Regions from separate parts of the Mus musculus genome. Here all the other regions are linked to region 4. Evidence: chromatin contacts called from public HiChIP or PLAC-seq and promoter capture Hi-C data. All regions are on one chromosome and are shown on one strand. Each heading gives the region's core, a stretch centred on a gene start, on an enhancer-like site or on the middle of the called end of the contact. The rest is flanking DNA. Distances are from core to core; before and after follow the strand shown. Region 1 holds the start of Bri3 (brain protein I3). Region 2 holds the start of Bhlha15 (basic helix-loop-helix family, member a15). Region 3 holds the start of Lmtk2 (lemur tyrosine kinase 2). Region 4 holds the start of Rac1 (Rac family small GTPase 1). Region 5 holds the start of Baiap2l1 (BAI1-associated protein 2-like 1). Region 6 holds the start of Fscn1 (fascin actin-bundling protein 1).

Evidence for each region. Promoter capture Hi-C pulls out the DNA fragments that hold promoters and counts their contacts. HiChIP or PLAC-seq counts read pairs in DNA pulled down with a chosen protein or histone mark.
Region 1: a promoter capture Hi-C map of stem cell-derived epiblast-like cells shows a contact between it and region 4, with 2.9 times the contacts expected there. The contact joins the promoter of Bri3 here to the promoter of Rac1 in region 4. A contact is called at or near these places in 3 of 39 promoter capture datasets (hippocampal neurons, pre-B cells and stem cell-derived epiblast-like cells), 1 of 484 Hi-C or Micro-C datasets (embryonic stem cells) and 2 of 115 datasets of contacts at active chromatin or transcription factors (differentiating embryonic stem cells and pancreatic cancer cells).
Region 2: a contact with region 4 is called in a promoter capture Hi-C map of pre-B cells, with 2.6 times the contacts expected there. The contact joins the promoter of Bhlha15 here to the promoter of Rac1 in region 4. A contact is called at or near these places in 1 of 39 promoter capture datasets (pre-B cells) and 1 of 9 other capture datasets (embryonic stem cells).
Region 3: a contact with region 4 is called in a promoter capture Hi-C map of pre-B cells, with 2.0 times the contacts expected there. The contact joins the promoter of Lmtk2 here to the promoter of Rac1 in region 4. A contact is called at or near these places in 1 of 39 promoter capture datasets (pre-B cells) and 1 of 115 datasets of contacts at active chromatin or transcription factors (large pre-B cells).
Region 5: a contact with region 4 is called in a promoter capture Hi-C map of stem cell-derived epiblast-like cells, with 2.5 times the contacts expected there. The contact joins the promoter of Baiap2l1 here to the promoter of Rac1 in region 4. A contact is called at or near these places in 2 of 39 promoter capture datasets (embryonic stem cells and stem cell-derived epiblast-like cells) and 1 of 115 datasets of contacts at active chromatin or transcription factors (pancreatic cancer cells).
Region 6: a contact with region 4 is called in a FOXA1 HiChIP or PLAC-seq map of pancreatic cancer cells. The contact joins the promoter of Fscn1 here to the promoter of Rac1 in region 4.

What each region holds. Positions count from the first base shown.
Region 1 is chr5:144,253,758-144,256,475 of GRCm38.p6, reverse strand. Bri3 (brain protein I3) reads right to left here and starts at 1,251. Exons shown (of 3, transcript NM_018772.4): 1 at 957-1,251; 2 at 564-666. The coding sequence starts at 1,098. It overlaps 2900089D17Rik (a long non-coding RNA gene), which reads left to right and starts at 321. Exons shown (of 3, transcript XR_868683.3): 1 at 321-397.
Region 2 is chr5:144,188,791-144,191,728 of GRCm38.p6, reverse strand. Bhlha15 (basic helix-loop-helix family, member a15) reads right to left here and starts at 1,443. Exons shown (of 2, transcript NM_010800.4): 1 at 1,371-1,443; 2 at 1-708. The coding sequence starts at 657. The coding sequence ends at 64.
Region 3 is chr5:144,099,017-144,101,775 of GRCm38.p6, reverse strand. It overlaps Lmtk2 (lemur tyrosine kinase 2), which reads right to left and starts at 1,415. Exons shown (of 14, transcript NM_001081109.2): 1 at 1,000-1,415. The coding sequence starts at 1,102.
Region 4 is chr5:143,526,695-143,529,433 of GRCm38.p6, reverse strand. Rac1 (Rac family small GTPase 1) reads left to right here and starts at 1,441. Exons shown (of 6, transcript NM_009007.2): 1 at 1,441-1,671. The coding sequence starts at 1,637.
Region 5 is chr5:144,356,518-144,359,491 of GRCm38.p6, reverse strand. It overlaps Baiap2l1 (BAI1-associated protein 2-like 1), which reads left to right and starts at 1,380. Exons shown (of 14, transcript NM_025833.3): 1 at 1,380-1,701. The coding sequence starts at 1,651. Dmrt1i (Dmrt1 interacting ncRNA) reads right to left here and starts at 1,569. Exons shown (of 2, transcript NR_102374.1): 1 at 1,448-1,569.
Region 6 is chr5:142,959,046-142,961,774 of GRCm38.p6, reverse strand. Fscn1 (fascin actin-bundling protein 1) reads right to left here and starts at 1,420. Exons shown (of 5, transcript NM_007984.2): 1 at 495-1,420. The coding sequence starts at 1,326.

The DNA.
Region 1 (2,718 bases), core at 2-2,501, 730 kb before region 4:
CCACTCCAGCCCGGAACAAAGAAGCACGGGGTTTCCTCCTGGGCCAGCTAGTGGCCAGGAGTTGTTAAGCCCTGGTCGTCATTCTGCACCCTCACAGCCTTTGCTCTCTGCTGGCCACTTGGATCTCCTAAGTCCTTTGGCATACTGGCCTGCGGACTCAAGTCCCAATATCTCCTTAGTACTGGACACACTTGCGGAAACTGGAGGAAAAAAACCTAACAAAACAAACCCTGATTCGCTGCGGATCTCCAGTACTAGGGAGGAAAGACCATCAGTCTCCATTGTTAACATTCCTGCGTCCCACGCACTCCGGGTGCCATGCCTCCCAAATGCACTCAACTCCCCACAGAAAAGGGAACCCATCCTTCTGCCGCATAAAGTAAATTCAGAGCCAGGGGTGAGTGACCCCACCTTCTCCCACTGCAGTCCCTCCCCTGCGGGACTTCCCTCTGAGACAGGAGCCGGGCTGTGACCCCACCCCATCCCACCCCCGCTGGCCTTTTGCAAGATTCCGGCACGTGCGTTCTCCGCCGCCACCCCCCACCCCCAGGCTAGAGACTTACCTGCAGACCGGGCAGCCTCCGACCACGACGATGGAGTTGGCAGGATACCGGGTGACCGTTCGACTGTGGATGTTATAGACCCGGGGGTGGCTGGTGGGGATCCCTGTGGGAGCGGAGTGCTGATCAGCCCCGGGCGACTCGGCCCTCCTCCTCTCCTCCCTCCCTCCCCCTTAGCCCCCGTCCTCCCCGCCTCCAACGGGGCTGAGCGCGCCTGCGGGTGGGCTCTAGAAGCCAAGTGTGAACCCTCCGACACTAAGTTCACGGCCACCGGGGCAGGGCCTGGCCGGGCAGGGCGCTCCGGGTAGCAGCTGCCCCCCCGGCAGGCCCGCGCCGGGGACAGCGCGGTGCTTGGCCCGGAGGCCGTTCGGGGACCCCGAAGAGCTGCGGGCCCACCTGTGACGAGGTAGGGGTAGGGCGGCGGCGGGGGCGCGGTGGGGATGGCCCCGTAGCCGTGCGGGCCGCACGCGTAGTCGCCCTGGCCGGCCTCCAGGTTGTAGGCGGGCGGGCGCTCCTGCAACAGGGGCTTGTGGTCCATCGCGGCCCCCGGGGCCGCGCGCCCGCCAGCTCCGGCCCGGCTCGCTTCCTTCGGCCCGGCGGGGATGGCGGCGGTAGCGGCGACGGCGGTGTCCCGGGCAGCTCGGCCCAGTGAGGCGCGCGCCGGGCGGGGCGGGCGCGCCAAGGGTTCCCCGCCCTCCCGCCGGTCACAAGATCGGGGTCACGTGGGCGGGGCGGGGCGGGGCTGTGGGCGGGGTTTGGGCGAGGGCGTCTTAAAGACGCCTCAGCGGCTGCCGCTGGCGGGGTGTTGTCCTCGTTCAGTCCCGCCCCACAATGGATCTTGGACTTCCAGAGAAGTTCTGACTCCCGGCCACGGCCGGAGACCCAACAAGATCCTGGCCTCCTTTAGCTTTTGCTTTTTTTCTAAAAATAATAATAATAATGTTTGTTACAATTATTTGGGGGGAGGGTGTGTTTATATGAGTGGGCACGCATTTGGAAGCCAGAGAATAAATAACTTTCGAGAGTGGGTTCCTGCTTTCCACCATATGGGTCCTGAGATAGATTGGTTGACAGATTCTGCAGCAGGCGCCTCCACCGTTTTTCTGTGTTTGTTTGTTTGTTTTGGACCTAGGCTCATGTAGCCCAAGCTGGCCTGGAACTCTTAACCCTCTCACCTTTACCTCCTAAACTATGGACTTCGTTGCCCCTCCACGCCCAAATCCTCCCCTTGCCCAACCCAGCACCCGGGTCACCACCCACAGGGAGGGACCAGGCGAGCCCCTCCCAATCACTGCCCACACATCCTTGGGTGTAGGAAGGAAAACAACTGAGTACGCTCACCCACTGAAGCCTACTCAACTGCTGAGCCTTCCTCCTCCTCCTCTTTTGATTAATTTTCGCTTTCAGGGGCTGTGGCCACTAATTAGAAATAACTGCCCTGCTTGGGAGAACCCTAAACTCTAAGCACCTGCGGCGCTTCCTTCAGGTTCTCCAACTTTTTTTTAGCAGCCTGACCGCAAACTTGCTGAGTGTACAGCATGGCGATGTGGCTCCCTAGGAGAGGACCATGGTCTGACACAGGCCCATGCAGTCTCTGCATAGCTACTGCCATGCCGCTAGCCCAAGTATCGCCTGGCATGAGTTTACCTAACACACGTGAAGCCGTGGGTTCCGGCACGTGACTCTCACCCCAGTGCTTGGGAAATGATTCAAGAGAATCAGGTCCACTACTACACAGCAAGTTCAAGGCCAGCCTCAGCTACATGAGACCATGTCTCCAAAAACCAAGCAAGGAAAAAGAAATGTTGGAACAGTGAGAATCCTTCCCAATTGTTGCCTATGTATTTCCAGGGTCTTGTGTGTGTGTGTGTGTGTGTGTGTGTGTGTGTCCATCCGTCCATCTGGTGGCACTCTGAAGGAGAATTAGGAGTTCAGAGCCAGTCTGGGTAACATTTTGAGACTCTACCTCAAAAGATACCCAGTGAGGTTGTATGTGTAGCTCAGTTCATAGAGCAGTCACCCAGCGTGCCTGAAGCCCCAGGACCCATCCCAGCATTGCATTAACTGGGCATGGTGGCTCAAGCCTGTAATCCCAGCACTCTAGAGGTGGAGACAGAAGCCTCCAAAGTGAAAGGTCGGGCTGGAGAGATGGCTCAGC
Region 2 (2,938 bases), core at 194-2,693, 660 kb before region 4:
CAACAGCTGAGAAGAGCAGGCAGGCTCCTCACTGCCAACCTGCCCCGGAGCCCGAAGCGCGTGCTAGCTCCCCTCTCTGAAGCTGTGGATCTGTGTAGAGTAGCGTTGCAGGTGGCCTTGGGGCTGGTCCTCAGTGACACCAAGCATGGCCCCAGCTACCTGCTGCTGCTGCTGCTGTTGCTGCTGCTGGTGATGGTAGTGCTGGTATAATTTAGGGCCTGGCGCAGGACCTGGTGCCTCCAGCCCCGGGAGGCGGCTGCTGGACATAGTAAGTATGGTGGCGGTCAGCGACTTGATATAGTTCTTGGCCAGCGTGAGGGTCTCGATCTTGGAGAGCTTCTTGTCAGCCCGCACGTGCGGGATGACCTCGCGCAGTGCCTGGAAGGCATTGTTGAGTTTATGCATCCGCTGCCTCTCTCGCTCATTGCTCTCCAGCCGCCTCTGAACACTGTTCTCCCTGCGGCCACCAGACCCCTGTCGCCGGCGGCTGACCTCTCCCCGACCTCCGCTTGCACGCGCTGTCCTGCTCCGGAGACCCTTTGTCAGCTCTGACCCCCCTGAGCCTGACTGGGGTCTGTCAGGTGTCTGCTCTCCTGGGGTGGCTTCTGTGTCCTGCATGGGTGTTCGGCGCCGAGGGGGCCGGTTTTTGGTCTTCATAGCTCCAGGCTGGTTTTCCCAGGAGGTGGTGGCTGGGTGAGGCCCTTCCAACTGAAATTCAGAACACAGCCCCTCTGCAGTCATTCAGTGTGGCCAGTGGACACGCGGCATGGCTGTCTCATTGCTTCCTTAGCCAGTGCAGCTGACCACTGGTGCTTAGTGGACACCTAGGCGCTTCCCGTCCACACTGAACCCTGAGTTGACTCACCTGTGCTCCCAAAGCCCTGGCTGAGTTCACACTGACCCACTTTTCTCTAACCTACCATCCCTTCTTCCCTCCCCACTTATCTGGGAACCCATTTTGGGTCCCCTGCTCCTCCTGAGCCTCCGTACTTGACAATTTGCTTAAACCACCCAGGAACAGGTCCCAACCCTGGCTTATGGGTCCCCCCCGCCCCCCGACACTGTCATTTGTCCCAGACAGGCAGCACCCTTTAAACATCACGTTTACAGCTGGACATGACACAGGTCCAGACATGATCAGAACCAGAACCTCAGTGAGTGCACGCAGGACAGCTCACAGGTCAGACTGATAGTTGCCAAGGCCCTGCAGCAGCCCCCAGTTCTACCACGTGGACAGCACCAGCCAGTCTGAGTGGAAGCCACCATCCCATCTGTCTGTCTGTTTTCCCCTACAGCTGCCAGGCGTCTGATCAAGCTTCTGGGGTTCCCTCCCAGCAGTCCTATATAGTTTCCCCAACCCCTTGGTTTACCTGGGGATTCGAGGCCGTACGCGCAGAGGCTGCCCACGGGGGACAAGGACACGTAGCTTTAGCCACCACGGGCGGGGCTGCGGGAAGCATGTAAATGAGTTCGCTGGGAGGGGCCAGGGCGGCACCTGCGGCCACGCCCCTCGCTCTGAGGACCCGTGCGGACCCGCCTTCCCTTCCCTCCCTCCAGTTCTGAGAGCAGGCGACCTCTCTGGGGACTTGCCAGGGCGGGGAGGGGGGGGGGGGGACCCGGATCGCATCTGGCCAGGACACCTGGCCTTGGGGTTAAGAGTCAGAACAGAGTCTAGGATAAGCCACCCTGCATAGTCTTGCAGGAACCACATCCACCTCCCTGAGCGAAGCTGGCAAGCTCTCTCCTTCCCTGCCCTGGAGCACCCTGGTTTCTCCAGCGGACTCTGCTAGTCCTAAGGGCTCAAGGACAGGGCTGTTCCTCTTTTTGTCTCCCCTTACTGAAATGGGGTGCAAGGGGGTGCCACCCATGTCTACCTATCTGTTGCTAGCTCCTGCCTTGGTTTCCCGAGGTTACAAGGGAATTACAATATAAAAGGTTATGGGGCAGTAAGATGCCTATGGGTAGAGGGGAAGATGCCAAGACTGAGGAGCCTGGGACCCACAAAGTGGGAGGAGAGAACCAATTCCCCCAAGTTGTTCTCTGACCTCTATGTGAGTGTCATGTTGCTCACAGAAAACAGGTTTTCTTGCTAGCCTTTATCTGTGTGTCTATTTTTGGTGTATGTGCATGCTCCTAGGTCAGAGGGACAGCTTGCAGGAGTCTGTTCTCTACTTCCACCACGTTGTGCCGGGGTCGAACTCAAGTCCTTCGGTTTGGCTGCACGTGACGTTACCAGCTGTGCCATTTTGCTAGCTGTAGCACACTGGCTGCCCTTGCGCACCTGACCCTCCAGTGTCTCCTCTGCCTCCCAAGTGCTAGAACTGCAATTGGGTCATGGCACACTCAACTAAAATGTGCTGAAAATATATATTCTTTGATCCAGTGACTGTTGTAGTTACAGATGTGTGTTGGGGCAGTGTGGTGCTAGGGACCAAACCAGTGTTTCTTCACATGTGCTCAGCTCAGCTACATCCCTGGCTCTTTTTTTTCCTTTTAGAGACAGACTCCAAAGCCAAGGCTGTCCTCAGACTCATGGCTACCCTTCTGCCTCAGCCTCTTGCTGCAGGAATCATAAGGGTAACTGGTCACTAGGCTCAACTAATAGTAGTGTGTCTCCCCCCCACCCCCCCATTAATAGGACAGGTCTAAACAACTCAGCCAGGACTCTGCATAGCTCTGGCTAAGTTCAGCAGGCTTGGGTCTCAGTACTTGTGACACAGTCATGTGGGCCATGGTTCTGGTAGAAAGCTGTCACCTCCCTCATGTCATTTGGACTTCAATGAAAGGACTGGGGGCGGGGGGAACTGAGACACCCCCATACTGCATACAACTGCTACTGCTTTTTGAGACAGGACCTCATCCTTACCAGAGCCTGGGCTGTTATGGACACATGGCAATCCTCCTGCCTCAGCACCCATCTGCTGGTATTACAGGCACA
Region 3 (2,759 bases), core at 166-2,665, 570 kb before region 4:
CTTGAGTATATCTTTTGATCACCAGGGTTCCAGGATCCTCAAAGCAAAAGATGAAGAAATTGGACTAAATTATCTTTAAGCTTTCTTCCAACCTCTAAAGTTCTTTGAAATGTCAATACCTCCCCCTTCGTTGAAAAAAAAAAAGAAAGAAAGAAAGAAAGCCGTAATGATGGAAAGTTAGCCTAGATTTGTTTTTTTTTCTTAAAATTTCTGAGATGGTTTCTTTGGCTGAAGTTTTATTTATAAACTCCAAATCAAAACTATATGCAGAAAATACAGAAGGGCTGAGAGCTTGAAAAGAGAATCACTCGCTGAAATAGTTCAATTACCCTCAGGCCAATTTGTCAGTGGATACGCAAAAGCTGCTATGCTACTCCAGTCACTAGCTTCCTAAAACAAAATTATGTATCGTTTGTTCCTTTCTCATCCCCAGCGACTCATTCCGAAAAAATAAATAAATAAACAGATAAATAAACCAATAGCCCAACAACCACAGCATCTAAAATCAATTTACAACTTTAGAACAAGTTTCGGTGAGCCAAGGAAACTGCACAGCTTCCGCGAGTCATTGGTTTCATTTAAGGAATGACGAGAAATAAGAAACGGTTCTTATAATAAGACGGGAGAAAAGCCACCAGAGGCAGGTGACATCTGGAAGAAGAAAAAAAAAAAAAAGGAAGTGTCGAGGACAGAAGCTGGAGGTACCTTTAGGGCAACAAGTTTAAGAGTCCGGGAAAAAGAGTCCCCCGGGAGGTAGGGGAACCCATCGCTGCCACCTCGCCCCGCCGTCTTCCCCAACCCCCACCGTGTCGCCGCGCCCCCGCCCCCCATCCCACGCCCCTGCGGCAAGAAATCTCCCTGAGATCGCGGGCATCCCGCGGCCTCCTGCCCTCGGCAGGCCTCCGATCCGCCGCAGAGGTGGCCCAACCCCGCAAGCCCGCCGCCCTCGCCGCCGCCCCGCAAGACGCAGCGGCCCCGCAGCCCCCGGGCTCCGCTCACCTGCACCTGTTTGCGGAAGTGGCGCGGCCCGGGCACAGCCGACCGTCAGGAGCAGGAGCAGCAGGAGCATCGGCGGCGGCGGCGACGCCGGCGGCCCCGGCATCTCGTCCACCGCGCGGTCCCCCACGGGGCCGGCTCTCGGGTCGCCGCCTTCAGTCAGTCGGTCAGCCCTCCGCGCCGCCTCAGCGACACCGGCGCCGGCTGCTTCGGGACACACGTCTCTTTAGCCAAACGTCAACCTTGTTCCTGGTCTGCATCCGCCGCTCTGGCCTCGGAGCCAGCATCATCCTTCCCGCCCGTCAGCGCCGCCACCGCCGCCGCCGCCGCCCCTCAACAGCAGCAACGGCGCCCAGCCTGCGGAGCCGCGGGCCCAGGCAGCCGCGCTCCCGCCGCCATGATGGGCTGCGTCATGTGACGTAGAGCTGAGGCGGGATGCCGGGACCGACACCTGGACCAGCCAATCGTCAATCCATACTGACTCCGGGAGCCCCACCCTCTCAGCCATAGGCGGCAAGGTGGCGATCGGTGCGCCCCCTGCAGACAGAGGAATGAGGCGTGGGCAGCAGGTAACATCGACAATTATTTTAGGAAGATATAAAGAAGTCCATAATAACCCACATAATTTAATCTGGGACTTTTGTCTCTCTTTCTCCTACTTTTTATTTTTCTTTTCTAATTTTTACCAACATGGTTCTCGGTATTTTATCCCCGGTTTTACTTTCTTCATTTTCACTTATCAGAACTTTCTTAGCCTCTTCTTCTTAGGCTGACCCTCATATCAGATAAGCTCTTGAGGAAACGTTGAAATTTTTAAAAATTTTAATTGATCAAGCACAGAATGTTTCTGACTTCACTTACTGACGTAGCAGTGAGCTCAAGCCAGCTCCTCTGCCAAGACAGCCAGCCCTTCCTGCCCCCTCTTGTTCACCTGGCAGATGCGCATCCTTTCATTCGTCAAGACACACCTGGAATATGTATGACTTCATCGATGGCTTCACCCCAATCCCACAAATAACTGAGCATCCACAGCCCCGACCTAGCCCAGCCCTGGGCCGACTGTCATGTTTTATTGTTCCTGTGACTGTAAACCCCTTGAGGACAGCAGCCCTGTCTTGAGTCACCTTGGAGCTCCTCCTGGGTGTTCTCTACTGGAACTGTGCTAGGTGTTGGTGATGGGTGTGAGGAGGGAGCAACTTCCAGGTGAGGTAGAAGATGTCTCAAATGCAATGAAGAGATTGCTTGCCTTGCAAGCTTGAGGGCCTGAATTTGATCCCCAAGAAATCCACATAAAGAAAATCTAACCTTAGTGGACAATGCTTGCTGAAGAGGCAGAAAAAAAGATGGCTCGTAGGACTCGCTGACAAGCCAGACAAACTTGCTAGGTAAGTTTCGGGCCAATAAGAGACCCTGCCTCAAAAACAAAAAGTGGACCCTGACCCCGAGGAAAGACACTCTTCTGGCCTTCACACACACACACACACACACACACACACACACATACATACACAGGGACAGGTGGAGAAAATGCACACACATAAACAAATCACATGCAAACACAAGCAACACATACATCCATGCACACAACACATACATCCATGCACACAACACATACATCCATGCACACATAATAGAAAGGGAGAAAGTGTTTGACTGTAACACAGCTCTGAGCCCCTTCCTTGGGGTTGGGGAGACCACCTTTGCTGACTCTGGGAGTCCAATTTGTGAATAAAAACACCTGAAGAGCTGCCTTGCATCTTATC
Region 4 (2,739 bases), core at 192-2,691:
GTTGGATCGCTCTGGAGCTGGAATTACAGGTGGCTGTAAGCCATGTGATTCAGGTGCTGGGAACCTAACTCCAGTCTACTGGAAGAGCAGCTTGGCCTCTTAAGCTCCAGGAGGAGGGAACTTGCCAGGCAAGTGTGAGGAACAGAGCTCCAATCCAGAAACTAGTATACTAGGAGGGTACGGTGACTCACCTGTAACTCCGGAAGATAAAGATGGGATCTCCAGGGCAAGCTGGTTGGCTAGATTAACTGGAATTGGCCAGTTTTGTGTTCAATGAGAGATCTTACTTCAATATATATAAGGTGAACAGCAACTGAATACACCCAGTGTCAACCTTGGTCTTCTATACACATGTGCACCACACATGTGCCCACACATGAAAACATGCACACACACACACACCACAGATAACCAAAAATATCTTTAATGTTCTTGTCTTCTAATAGGCTACCTTATTTGTGAATGAATTATATGCTTACCCTATCATATCAGCAATCTTTAAAAGAATTCTTCTGACCTTTATCCTTCTGTTTATTATTTTAATGGTATGTATGTTTTTTTTTCCTTATATTTTTGTTTATTTAGTGCTCCCTCCCCACCCCCCACCCCTATTGAGAAAGTCTCATGGTAGGTCAGGTTAACGCTGGACGCTACATAGCCAGAGGTCAAACTTCAGATGTTTCTGCTACCTCCAGTCCAGAGCTGGGATTCCAGGTATGCACTACCTGATATATACCACATCTGTTTCATACCGTCGTGAGGTTCAATCCTAGGGTTTCATATCTGTATCTGCTCGGGGAAGCACTCTACCAATTGAGTTGCATATCCAGAGGTTGGACTTGAGGTTGATCCCCAGGATTCTACTGCTTCCGCCCACCAAGTGCTGGGATTACAGGTGAGCCACCAGGGCAGGCTGTGATGTGCTAGGGATGGAGCCCCAGGCTGTACATGCCGGCAAACATTCTGACTTGGCTACATCCCTAGCAGTTTCTTTTTTGAGACTGGATCTCACTGTGGCACGAGCTATACAGAATTTTCTAGCAGGATCTTACGCTACAGCATACTGTAGTTATCACATAACAAGGGGGCTCAGGAATCTCTCCATGGAGTTGGCACAAGTAGGTTGCGAGCGAACGGGACCCTACCACTGACCCGAACCCGTAACCCCAGGATTCAGAGGGCTTCCTAAACCTGGTCACAACCGGGACGCTTTAGCGTGCCAAGATGGCGGCCGCCCCGCCCCGCGGCCGCCGAGCCCGTTCTCCGGCTGGAGCCGACTGTTGCCGAGCTTTCCCGAAAGCCCGTGGAAGCCAGGAACGGCGCGGGCGGGCGCGCGGGCGGGCGGGAGCGGCCCCGCCCGGAGCCTGGGAGCTGCGTCGACGGCACCGAGGGGGAGGGGAGGCCGGATGTGAGTGGAGCGGCCATTTCCTGTTTCTCTGCAGTTTTCCCCAGCTTTGGGTGGTGGCTGCTGCTGCGCTTCGCCTTCCCGTGCGCTGAGGGCCCGGCGGCGTGGACAGCAGTCCCGGCACTCGGCGCCCCGCCGCCCGCAGCCTCGCCCAGCGCTTCCCGAGCCCGCCGCTTCGCGCCTCAGCCACCGGCCGCCGCCGCCGCCGCCGCGGCCCACCGAGCGGCCCAGATGCAGGCCATCAAGTGTGTGGTGGTGGGAGACGGGTGAGTGCACGGCCGCGCCTGGCGCTCCGGACCCGGTGCCGCGCGCAGCGCCATCGGGGGCCCCCGCAGGCCCGAAAAGCCTCGAGCTGGCGTAGAGCGCGCGCCCGGCCTTCTGGGGGGCGCGAGCCTCCCACCCTCCCGGGCCTGGTTCCGGATTCTGGTTGGGGGAGGGCCTGGGCGAGCCGGCCGGAGGGAAAAGTGAACTCCACCCTCCTGCCTTCTTCCCGGGCCGGACGCCGCCCGTCGCCCTACTCGACTTGGCACGTAGGCGAGGCTGGTTTGAAGAATTTTTCTTGAAACATTTTTAAAAAAAATTTTTGTCTTTTGAGAAAGGGACGTATAGTTTCTTCATTTACTCAGGGTACCCCCTCGCACCCCCCCCCCCGAGAACTGGGATAGGTAACGGCCTCCAAGTCGGCCGGCCCTGGTCGATGCATGTTTGCACCAGTCACTTGGGTGACCTGGAACTTGGGAAAGGGCTCGGTTGCTTCGACTTGACAGGGTGTTTATAAAAATATTCATTTTCACACTTACGCCGAGAAAGTTACTGGGATGCTAGCTGAAGGAGTGTGATGAAGACTGTCCATTGAACGAAGTGTGGTTATTAAAAACAAACAAACCTTCTCTGAAGGCATTAGATATGGATGTAGCAGATCCAGCTCCCTGTGACTCGAGGCAATTCTTTTCGTGATTGACCGTGATGGTTTCAGGCCCTTGAGGGAGACAAGACTGGTCTTATGCAGTCCGTCCCGTTCCCCCCACCCCTTCGGTAGAAACAAGAATCTCAGTGTAATCGGAGCAAAATCGCGCGTCTCAGCGTAGCTTGTGTAGGTTCGTGTTAACGAGGAAGCTTGGAGATTTACCACCCGTTTCCTCAAACGCAGAGTGCAACTGGTCCACTTTCTAGTTCAGTCGAGTACGTTGCCAAACTTGCTTAATGCCTTCCACACTTGCAGTGAGCACTCGCCGCCCATGGGTTTATGAGCCCGTGGATTTATGAGCGATTGTTCAGCGTATTTACAGAACTCTACATTAGACTTTGGGATCGTCCCTGTAACTAAGTCAGCC
Region 5 (2,974 bases), core at 131-2,630, 830 kb before region 4:
GACGCCTCAGCCGACCTGGGGGCTGAGGAAATGGGTCAGTTTGTAAAGTGCCTGTGGTGCGAACATTGGGACCTGGGTTCCATCTGCGGAACCCATGTGAAAAGCTACATACAGTAGATATGCTCTTGTACTCCCAGTGCTGGGAATTTGGGAGACAGGTGGATTCATGGGGCTTGTGGAGACTTGATAGCCATCAGTCTATCCTTTTTAGCTACTTCAGTAAGAGACTCTGTCTCCAAGATATATATAGTAGATATCGGCTGAGGAATGACGCCCAAGGTTGACTTCTTGTAACACACACACACACACACACACACACAGAGGAAATTTTTAGACAGTCTTGTGATTTACATAGTTGTAAAGCATGGGATTTTAAACTTATTCTTAATGTTCTGTTATTCCAGTAATCAGATCTTGGCGTTAGTTACTTTTTTTGGCACCCCGGAACTTTCAAAATTGTGGGTGGCTCCATCCATGAGAAACCATGCCCCGTGGACCTTCAATCAGGGAAACCGATTCGTAGGAGGTATGTGGAAGTTACTCAAAGGCAGAGAGCTTAGAGGATTCACCTGCGGAGGATGTGAGCCTCGAGCTTTCAGAGCCAGCACCTTGTGGCGGACACTAGACCAAAGACCTAGAAGCCCAAAGGTCCAGGTCCTGTTCTAAAAGACACCACAGTGTAGGGGCTTGGCTGGAACTCTGGGAGGGCCGGGAGAGGGCGAACAGAGGTATTACCTCCACTGCCAAGCCTTAGGCGAGATGGCCTGGTCCACTGGGTCCAGCCACCTCGCCTTGTACTGCTCCAGCCTCGCCCACCAGGCTGCTCAGCCACGCCCACACGAGGAAGACTCTCCCATTCCCTTGCCTGCCTCAGCTGGGGCTGTCTAAACCACGCCATCCTCGCTTCAGCACCGCCCATCGGTCTGCTAGACCGCGCCCACCGGCTCAACTCTGCGGTGCCACTCTGGCGGACACAGCTAGGGCGACTTCGTTCACTCCGTCCCTTCTTGTTTCGGCCACGCCCATCCGCCATCTAGGCCACGCCCATCAGTCCATTTCAGGTGGGGGGAGTAAGGGCGCGTCCCCTCCCCTTGGCTTCTCCCTCTTGTTGGCCTCTCAGACCCCACCCCCGCTCCACGTCTCAGCTGGGGCCAATCAGTCCGGCGCGCTGGCCGGGCTTCTGCTCCGCTTAGCAAGCCCCTAGGCCACGCCCACCTAGCGCAACAAGTCTCTTCCAGGTTCCCCCGGTTGCCCCAAAAGATCGACCCTCCCACCAGGCTGTCTCCGCGCGAGGCCGCCCCGCCCACTCTAGAGTACTCAGCCTAGGCCCCGCCCACCTCAGGTGGGGCTGCCCCGCCCTCTGGCCGTACGGCCCCGCCCACTCCGCCCGCCTCAGGTGGGGCTGCCCGTCCCTTTGCTCGTCCCAGCCTTGGCAGGCTACGTCTACCTCGCAGCTCCTTACAGACCGAAGCGCCGCAAAGTTTTGACATTTTGGCAGCAGAGACGCGCACTGACTCTCTCCCGCTGACAGCTGTGGCGGCGGCCGACTCTCAAGGACCACTCAGTCTCAAGTCCTAGGCGCTCCCGCCGCCCGGCGGCCACGAGGCCCCGCCGCGTCCTCCCGCGCTCGCCCTCCCGGAGGCTGCAGCCATGTCTCGGGGGCCGGAGGAGGTGAACCGGCTCACGGAGAACACGTACCGGGTAAGTGTGGGACTTTGCGGAGCTCGAGACGGGAGACCGGGGGGATCCGGGACTCTGTGGTTCCAGGCTGAGGGCGGAGGCTGGGAGGCCCGGAGACTTGGGAACTCCAGGGTTCGAGGCCAGGAACGTGAGCCCGGACAAGCAGCTGACCATTGTCGCCAGCGGGGTCGGTCGAGATTCTTTTTCGCTTTTGAGATAAAGTGGGGACTTTACATGATAAGGGCCTCCCCTTCCCCCTTGGACCCTTGGAGACTCCCAGGGACCCCACATTTCCCGTGTTGGGGGAAGGGGATTGGAGACGTGGACGACAATCCGCGGGGTCCCCGAGAGGTTCTTATCCTCCCCCAACTTCTCTTTGTGGTCAGTGACTGCGCTGGTCTGACCGCTGGGGCTAACCCCTCCCCAGATCCAAAAGAGAGAGAGAAAAGAGACAAGCTCGAGTTTCCTCGGAGAAAAGAAAGAATGTAGGGGAGAAACTCCTCCGTAATTAGGAATCCATCGCCAGGTGAGCCTGGCTCCCTCGGCTCAGGGAATTTTCTAGGCTGCCAGGGAATCTGCTCCTGGGAAGACTTGAAACGCCTTCGCCCTCTTGGACTCTTTCATACAGTAGCTTTTAAGTTCGATTTGGCTTTTGATTACTTTTTGTTTAGCGTTTTGACAGTTTTATACATCTATATACAATTATTATGAGCATGTTCGCCCGCAGTTGGACTGTTTCTACGTTCATGATTTGGGGAGGTTATTGGAGTCAGAGAGCACTGAGATTTTAATAAGAATTGACTTAAGCTGACAGAACGTGTGGTGATTGGTCGCTTAACTGGCATGTTATGTGAGAGAATTTTTCCAGAAACAGACATGGGATTAGTGGCCAGTTTAGTAAGTTTAAGTACTTATAAATGAATTCCATTTGAAATGAGATATCCGTTTAATCATCTGCTATTAATAGAATACAAAACAACTTTTGTTTTAATTCCACTTAGGTCCACTGAACCCCTGAGATTTAAAGTTCTCTAAATTTACTTGTAGTCATGATTAAAACCCACTCTTTGGTCATTTCTCTAGATTCTTTTTTCACCCACTCTTTGGTCATTTCTCTAGTTTTTTTTTTTTCACCCCTAAAATTGAGTTTCTAGATTTGCAAGGTCTTAGTTCCTGAAATCAGAATTTATTGAGTTGCTGGAAAATCATTTTAAAGCAGCATGAAAATATTTTCAGAATTCATTGTGGCTCCAAATCATATCCACCCCTCCATGTGTGCACTATAACATTTATT
Region 6 (2,729 bases), core at 171-2,670, 570 kb after region 4:
TGGGACAGCCTATCCTAAAGAATCGGCTCATGAATGGGGATGGCTCAGACTGGGAAGGAAGAGGAAACGGAGAAGATCTAAGCTAGGTCTATGGAGTCCCACGCCCCCAGCCGGGGGGGGGGGGGGTGGTGGTGGACAGTATTGCTTTAGAATGTGTTAGGCCTTACCCACTTCCCCACGTCACCTTCTCCCAGCAGAAGAAGCCTACGTCCTGAACAGAGGGGTGGTACATGCCTTTATTCCCAGCACAAGAGACAGGAAGGAAGATTTCTGCGAGTTCGGGGCCAGCCCAGTCTACATAGCGAGTTCCAGGATAGCCAAGGCTATCTGGTGAGATCAGATCTTTCAAAATAGAAGCCCACCTCCTCATGGCGGAGCCCAGAGGCCTGTGAGCCTAAAGGGAGCCCAGGAGGAAATAGGGAAATAGAAGGAGTGCAGAGATGCTTTTGTGCACTGGGTCAGGACCCAAGGGAGGGGACATGTCCCCAACTCACCCTGGCGCGTGGACACGTTCCTCTCGTTGGCCGCCTGCAGCACCACCTGAGCGCAGCTCTGTTCCAGGGCGAAGAGCTCATCTTTGCCCACCTTGGTGGCCTTGCCAGCCTTGAGGGTGCCGCTGGGCCCGGACGGAGCCAGGTAGCGACCTTCGCAGTCGCGAAAGGCCACCTTGCCGGAGCGGAACTCCAGCGTGAAGCCCGTGGCGGGCTCCGGCCGTGCCACAAGGCGCCCGTCGTGGCGCAGGAAGCGGTGGTCGGACGTCTGCACACTGTAGCGTTGGTCCTGGAAGGCCAAGGTGATGAGCGAGTCGACGCCCCAAGGCACGTCGCGGTCTACCGCGATCTCGTCGGCCGGCCGCGCGCTCAGATGCGCGTAGCGCTTGCGGGTAACGCTGTAGATGTTAACCTGCGGGTGCATGGCGATGTGCACGCTCCACTTCTCGGCCGGCGACACGCTCTGCGCGAAGCAGGACAGGCGGTCCTCGGTGCCGCCAAAGTAGCGCCGGTGAGCCTCGGACTGCAGCGACCAGCGGCCGTCGTCGTGCGCCACGACGAGAAAGCGGCAGTCGCCGTCGGGCACCTCGCGCTCGCAGGTCACGTTGCCGTCCTTGTCGGCGGCCAGGTAGCGACCCAGGTGGCTGCGCAGACACACGGCCGCGCTGCCCGCCTCATCGGGAGGTTGCTCCAGCGTCCAGATCTGCTTCTTTTTCAAGCTACTAGCGGATGCGTTCACCTTGAACCCGAACGCCTCGGCTGTCAGGTACTTGTTGCCGCAGCTGATGAGCCCGAACTGAATCTGCACAGCCTCTGCCGTGCCGTTGGCGGTCATGGTGGCGGAGGGCGGCCCGGTGGCCCCGGGAGCTTGGATAGCTGTGCCCGACCTCCTTTGTTCAACACGGCTTAGCCCGCTGCAGTTCTCCACAAAGCCAGCCCGGCGGCGCCCAGGGTTTTATAGGAGGATGACGTCACCGTGGCCACGCCCCTACCCGGGCCTGCCGGGGAGGGGGCTCTGCAGCGCGCGCCCGGTCCCCTGCGCTTCCCCGGAGTGTTTTTCTGGGGTTTAAGACCGGGTTTCACTCTGTAACTCAGACTAGGCTTGAAGTATCTGTGTGGCTCAGGCTGGACTCGAACTCATAGCAGTCCTTCTGCCTCTGGCCCGTTCGTGTTTGCTAGTCCATTTAACTGTTCCTCCACAGTCGTGCTCTGCAGTAGTTGGCTGATCTCCAACTTTCTCCTGCTCTCTGAGGCCATCCTGAAACACCCCTACCCCCAAACCCAGTCGATGGGAAGGACCAGGTTTAAGATAATGATCCCTTCAGGATGGAGGGAGGGTCCAGGGTGTACCAGGAAGTAGCCTTAGAGCCGGTCCTTGAAGAAGCCAGAGACGCCAGAAGGGTCTGGGGTAGAAAGGAGGTTAATTTCTAGAGAGGCGCATGCAGAGCCCTACCTGCCCCGCCCGCCTCAGGGTTTTTCAAGGCCTTGTAGCCTGGGCCTCCTGAGCAGAAACCGAGATTTCTATTCCCGGGTCAGCATAGAGTACAGCCACCTTGCTGACTCTAAATAAATTGTGGTAACTGTGGCCCAAGTCAGTGGCCCACAAAAGTCCCTACTGTGGTGATGCTCAAGCCCCGGGGTGCTGGTCTACCAGGAAGCAGGGTAGGTAAGGCAGGAATAGTGGTCTCTGTTTATGAAGACATCAGAAAAGCAGGTCAGCTCCCTAGAATGGCACAGCCCCAATGTACCTCCTAACTGCAGCCCCTCAGGGTTCCAGACCAGAGGGACATTCCCACAAACACCACCTCCCACCTCCCACCACACACCACCCCACGTAAGAACACTTCCCTTTGAGTTTCTGGAGGACTGAGACTTCTCCTGGGACATTCCCCACATGCCAGGCAGGCCCCTGGAATGCTGGCCCTACCCCAGGCTGCCCACAAGATCTGGGCCCCTGGCCCTTCCCAGCCACAGGCTGGGCAGGGTACTGAAACTGACCAGTCTTCACGGTGATCTGTGTCCAAACGCATCTCTGTCCCAGGCAAACCCCTCCAGCGACCATCAAAGGGGAAGGGGAGATGGCATGGCTTTCCCATCATCAAAGGTCAGTCCTGACAAGTCCCTAGAATCCTTGCTGGGACATCTAGTTCCTCCCTTAGAGGTCACAGGAAAGGTCACCAAGTTCGCGGCCGATAGCCAGCCATCCTCTCCTGCTGTGGGACTTTGCACAGGTTACTC